2 separate regions of the Mus musculus genome follow, and region 2 is linked to region 1. A link is a contact called in public ChIA-PET data. All regions are on one chromosome and are shown on one strand. The core of a region is the stretch at or near the end of the contact, and the rest is flanking DNA. Distances in the headings are between cores, read along the strand shown. Region 1 overlaps Gucy2c (guanylate cyclase 2c). Region 2 has its middle 11 kb from the start of Pde6h.

The links. ChIA-PET counts read pairs in DNA pulled down with a chosen protein or histone mark.
Region 2: a contact with region 1 is called in an RNA polymerase II ChIA-PET map of memory CD8 T cells, with 65 read pairs. The contact joins two enhancer-like sites. A contact is called at or near these places in 3 of 39 promoter capture datasets (embryonic stem cells, hematopoietic stem and progenitor cells and pre-B cells), 6 of 484 Hi-C or Micro-C datasets (CD4 T cells, CD8 T cells, DN3 thymocytes and 3 more), 2 of 115 datasets of contacts at active chromatin or transcription factors (effector CD8 T cells and memory CD8 T cells) and 2 of 9 other capture datasets (embryonic stem cells and liver).

Annotation. Positions count from the first base shown.
Region 1 is chr6:136,742,379-136,745,422 of GRCm38.p6, forward strand. It overlaps Gucy2c (guanylate cyclase 2c), which reads right to left. Exons shown (of 27, transcript NM_001127318.1): 10 at 1,538-1,649. Among named protein-coding and RNA genes, the nearest start is that of Gucy2c, 38 kb to the right of the region's middle. Within about 2 kb of position 1,508, at least 62 of the 459 cell types and tissues checked have an H3K27ac peak or open chromatin away from gene starts, as enhancers often do. A contact at or near this core is called in CD8 T cells, DN3 thymocytes, LSK cells and 3 more, where this site is marked.
Region 2 is chr6:136,963,792-136,966,835 of GRCm38.p6, forward strand. No RefSeq gene overlaps it. Among named protein-coding and RNA genes, the nearest start is that of Pde6h, 11 kb to the left of the region's middle. Within about 2 kb of position 1,545, at least 151 of the 459 cell types and tissues checked have an H3K27ac peak or open chromatin away from gene starts, as enhancers often do. A contact at or near this core is called in CD8 T cells, DN3 thymocytes, LSK cells and 3 more, where this site is marked.

The DNA of each region.
Region 1 (3,044 bases), core at 258-2,757:
TAGGCAGGAAAGTGCTCCCACCTCAGGGCTCATGCCATCATGACATCGTGACGTCATGTCATGACCATCATGAGACTGTCATGAAGTCATGTCGTGACCACATTTCTTTTGATGGATACAGTACTTCCACCATGCCTACCACCATCACACACTGCCACCGTAACACACCCCTAGCCCCAGACAAAGAGGAAGTCTGTAGAAAAAATACAACTCCACACTGTGGCATCATACACCCCCATGCCAGAGCATGAGTCTGAGCCACTCAGGTCATTTCAGTCCCTACCTGCCTACATAATGAGCACCCCCTGTGCTAGACATAATGACCATAATTAGATATTTAAACATGCTATTTAAATGAAATCAGTTCATTGTTGTTTAGACAGGGTCATACTCAGTAGTCCAGGCTGGCCTGGATCTCATTTTGTGGCCGAGGATTGCCTCAACTCATGGTAATATTCCCTTCGGTATTCCCAACACTGTGATTACAGATGTGAGCCACCTGGCTAAATGCAGTTGTTTAAAATTCAACCGCATTTTCATTTTGCTTCTCTGTTAAGTCAGGTTCAGGCTACTTCTAAGGCAAACCATCTGTGCCCTCTAGTGGCTATTCTGGTTGTTGCATTCTGCCGGCTTCTCAAAGAATGTACAGTGAACAGCAGGGTGATTTCTAAGTCCTAGGACAGTAGGGCTGGAGGGAACTCGGTAAACAGGCTGCTTTGCTAGAGGAGAAAGCTTTTAGTTGTAATCAAAGCAAACTGACTCATGTTAACGCAATTGTCTTTGGCTATGCTACCCTGGACCTGCCTTTTCATCTAAATTAATGGTTTTAGTGCTGGGTCCAGTGTGTGTGTGTGTGTGTGTGTGTGTTTGTGTGTGTGTGTGTGTGTAATTAATATAATATAATATATCACTATATTATATTTAATAATATTATATAACATTATATATTCTTATGATATTAATGTTACAATATATATTGTAGATTATATAGAATAAATTACATATTGAATGTATTGAATATATTGAATAATTGAATACATAATTATTCAATTATTCCAGTGCAGTATGCTTCAGCAACAGGTATCAGTGACTATTAGACCCCAATCTTGTACAGTATGTTGTAAAAAGACACATGAACAAGCAAATGTGGCGTGAGTACCGTGCAGGCGTCACACAGGGCTAGACAGATCCTTTCCTGAGGTGCTGAGCAAAGCTGAGGAGAGGTGAGATCCAGCAAATATTCCTTGCTTAAAACATTGAGTCTGTAGCAGTAACAGGATAAAGTACACATTTTTATGTCTATTCAATTTTGCTGATTTTCTGACTTTGTTTTCTAGGGGGTCCCGCTTATATGGAAACCATCTTCAAGACAGGGTTCGAATGTGGATGGGTCTAACCAGAACTCACTGGGCTTGTAAAACCCAGCCACAAACCTGGAGAGTCTAGGCAAGATGAGAAGAAAAGATAAACAAGCTAACTGCCTACAGCTTGCGCGGAAACCACATCGAGAGAAGGAAACTCAGCAAGAACGGCTTACCCAGCCCAGGAACGTCATTGGGGAGCTTGTGGTTCTTCCAGATGAAGTTGGGGTTCTCAGCCACCGGAATAGTTTTGTTTTTGTGGGTGTCATACTTCATAAGAACCTTGTACTGTGTTGGAGCCATAAACAAAGGCAAAAAGAAAAGAAAATCATGAGAACATTTTAGAGCAATGTGTGATGAGGCTGACTGTGTGTGTGTGTGTGGCTTTGGGGACGTGATCTCGATCTCTTAATCCTCCTGCCTCAGCTTCCCAAATTTTGGGATTACAGATATGAGCCATCATTACCAGTTGTTAATTAAGCCTCTATGAATAAAGCCTTCACGTGACGTTATCTGCTAATGGAAACATTATTACAGGCTATCTTTGAATTAGTGCTCTAGGTATTGACAATGCTGTGTGCAATATGTTTGAAACAGGGCTACCTTCTACAGTCACTATCCTTCCCTCAAAATATTCTCCATGGGAAATTTACATTTAGAGACTTGAGTCTGAAGGATAGAACCTATAGTTGCATATATAGAAGGTCAAAATTAGCCTGTATGCTAGGGTGTGGCTTATCAACTCTCTATTGATACCTACCCTGAGTATAGACTAGTATTCTGATAGCTCCATGTTTTGAGAGCTAATTGCTAGGTTCTCCCCAATACACACACTATGTACTGAGGTTGGAAGCAGTCAAATGCTGAGAAGTTTGACCAAATTTGTTTTGGGAGACCTGTGTAGGGAACAGTGGAAGTGTGGTGAGGAAAGGTCTCTCACACACGTCTTTGTGTCTCTTCCGAGGACAGTAGGGTCTTCATCTCTTTGGATGAGCATGTGGGTCTCTTTGTGTGGTTCCTGTTAGTAACTGAAGCATTTGGGGGATATGACACAAAAATTTTCCATGGCATGTGTATCAACTTTATATTCCTCTTAAAGTTTCTCCCTCCCTCCCTCCCTCCCTCCCTCCCTCCCTCCCTCCCTCCCTCCCTCCCTCCCTCCCTTCCTTCCTTCCTTCCTTCCTTCCTTCTTTCCTTCTCTCCCTGCCTTCCCTCCCTCCCTTCTCTTTTTCCCTCTTCCTTCCTTTCTTTCTTTTTTCTTTTTTTCTTTCTGTGTCTCTGCCTCTTTGCCTGTCTCTCTCTCCCTCTCTCCTTCCCTCCCTCCCTCTCTCCCTCCTTCCCTCCCTCCCTCTCTCCCTCCTTCCCTCCCTCCCTCTCTTTCTCTCTCTCCCCTTCTCTCTCTCTCTCTCTCTTCTTTTTTTCTATTTGGGAGGTGGGTATACATATCATTCATGTGGTGGTCAGGGGACAATTTTCAGGAATCCAATCTCTCCTTCTACCACGTGAGTCTTGGGGATCAAACTCAGGCTGTCTGTTTTAGAGTTGAGCACCCTTACCCACTGAGCCATCTCACTGGCCCCCAAATATAGTATTTCATTAAAGGTCCAATATAGTAACAAAAACTATAGATTCTGAAATGCTGTCTCAAATTTCTGGTGTCACTTTCTCAGGATGGGCATCTTT
Region 2 (3,044 bases), core at 295-2,794, 220 kb after region 1:
AATTCACTTAATTGGTGACTTTAATTATGATTACTTCTAAGACTCTGAGTAAGGGGCTACTTCCAAGGCAGGGGCAACTTACAGGAAGTTATACCACTGAAGTAGGTGCCACCTTCTCCCCTTGAGAGATCTCTGTGAAGGGATGTTTTAAGGCCCAGTCTTTTAATGACAGCTGACATCATAGCCATCCTGATTTTAAGATGGCAGTAGTCATGTCATGTTCAGAGAAGAGTATTCTGTAATGGTTTACATCACAGTACTCCCTTCTTGTTTTTATTTTTGTTTTGTTTTTGCTTTTTTTTTTTTTTTTTTGAGACAGGATTTCTCTGTGTAGCCCTGGCTGTCCTGGAACTCACTCTGTAGACCAAGCTGGCCTCGAACTAAGAAATTCGCCTACCTCTGCCTCTCAAGTGCTGAGATTAAAGGCATGTGCCACCACGCCTGGCCAGTCCTCCCTTCTTATCTATAGAGGAATTTTGATTTTTATAGTGGAGCTGTGTTAAACACTGTATGCAAATGTCTAAAGGAGCCATGGCCACACAGGAAGTAGGTAGCAAGGCTTACAAAAGAGCCAGTCTAGTGTTAAGAGTCAAGAAATAATTCTGCTTTGCAATTGGGAAAATCCTTTACCCAGGAGTTTTACTAAATCCAAGTAGGTTACCTCAGAGGTTGCCTGCTGCTCTCACTCAGTCTTAAAGACTGAAAAGTTAAACTTAGAACCCTGACGATGTGAGCTTAGGGCTCTGGTTCCACAAAATTCCCTTTCATTTATTCATTAAAATTACTCTGCCCAATTACTCTGAGACTCACAGCTATCAGAATACCCATTGGTTGGCTTTCTGCAATCTATAACAAACCGCTTTTAAACCACCAGTGAGAAAACTCCCGAGGCTGTGAAGTTCAGACTCTGACACAAAAGCCCTCTAAGTAAAGTGCCGGTTTGCTTCACCCCAGAAGTTGTGTTAAAAGCCATGTGCACATAGCTGTCTTTCCACAACGTTTTTTAAAGGCAGTTGTGTAATGCAAGTGAGCGCCACCTGTGGTTTTAGGCTTTGTTGCTGAGAACGTGAATTTCTTCATTTCAGTTTTGTAATGTGTGGTAAAAGAATGGAGGAAATTAACTGAAGAGAAGGAAAAGAGGAGGATGGGTAGGGAAGGCTCGCATCTCTCTCTTGAGGCTATCAGTGAATTGCATGAAACTCACCCCCTAGACCCTCCAATTTGCCTGAATTCCATAATTTGAGGTTCACAGCGGCGGTAAAATAAATGGCTTTGTGGTCTTCAGTACTTAAGCATGAAAAGGGGAGACTCAGGAGAGGGACTCAGCTCTCATGAGCCTGTCCCCTGCCACCAGTGCTATGACAATTACTTTGTAATGGCTGAATAATCTTCTAGCCATAAAGCTAGAAACAGACGAGAAAAAGCAAAATATGAACTTGAAAGTGGAAGTGTTTGATGAAGGAGACAGCAGGGGAATGTGAGCTTGCACTGCAGCAGGAAACTCCCCGTGGCCTCCCTGTCTTCCCTCCAGACACCGTGAGTCAGTTGTGGCACCTGACAACCATCACCCCTTAGTCCTGCCTTGTGGTTGGTCTTTGGAGTAGGGAGGTCTAGTTCTTCAGCTGCACAAGGCCCTGGTTCACACTTAGTTTACTTTATAGATGGGATTCCCCCCCCCCTAAAGACGAAACAATGTCAACAAAACAGACTGAAGAAAAGGGTGTGTGTTAGCTACCTCTCTTATAGCCAGGACAAAATATCGGGAAACAATTTGAAGGGACTACACATATCTTGGCCAACATTTTTAGAGGATTCAGTCCATTGTGTGAGACAGTTCACATCATTGTGGCAGTTGGGAAGCAGGGAGAGAGGTGGGATACAGGGATATATAGGCCCCAAGGATGCCTCTAGTGATTTAGTTCCTCCAACTAAATACCGCCTCCACTTCCACCACCTCTCAATACACTCTCAGATTATATTATAATTTGATCATGGGACTAATCTGTTCAGTATCTCAGATCTTCATTATCGGATTGTTCCAGGAAACACTATCACAAACACATGCCTTTCTAATCCACTAGCTATCCCTCAATCTAGTCAAGTTGACAACCAGGACCAACCATTACACAGACATATCTAACGGCCAGGGAGGAGAAGGATCAGGGACATGATGCTGCAGGAGGGACAGTGGAAGGATCGATGACACAGAGCCTGGAACAGAAACTGGCAGCCACCTTCCAATGTTTGTGAAGTCGTAGTGAGGAGGCGGAATAGATGTGTCACACAGAAGGCCAGCCCTGCAGCATAGATGCGTCACACAGATGGCCAGCCCTGGGTGGTGAGCAGGCGCTGATGGAGCCTGCATCTCAGCTGTATTAGTCAGGATTTCTATTGCTGTGATGAAACACCATAACCAGAACGCAAGTTAGGGAGGAAAGTTCACCAGCTTACATTCCCACATTGCAGTTCATCATTGAAGGAAGTCGACAGGAACTCCAGCGGGGCAGGAGCCCGGAGGCAGGAGCTGATGCAGAGGCCACGCAGGAACACTGCTTCTATGTTTGCTTCCTATGGATTTCTTGGCCAGCTTTCTTTTTCCTTTCTTCTTTCCTCTCTAACTCTCCTTCCCTCTCTCCCTTTTTTTCTCTTTTTTCTTTCTTTCTCTCCTCCTTTTTCTCTTTCTTCTTTTCCTTCTCCTTCCCTCTCCCCCCCCCGCCCCCCCTCCTTTTGAGACAGGGTTTCTCTGTGTTACCTTTGCTGTACCAGAAGTAGCTCTGTAAACTAGGCTGGCCTCAGCTTCAGAGATTCACCCGCCTCTACCTCCTGTGTGCTGGGATTAAAGGCGTGCTTTCTTATAGAACCCAGGGCCACCAGCCCAAGGATGGCACCCTCCTGGGCTGGGCCTTCCTCCATTAATCTCTAATTCAAAACTGCTCTACAGGCCTCCCTGCAGCCTGATCTTATGGAGGCATTTTTCTCAGTAGAGGCTCCCGCCTCTTGGATGACGCTAGCTTGCCAAGTTGACATAAAACTGTCCAGCACAG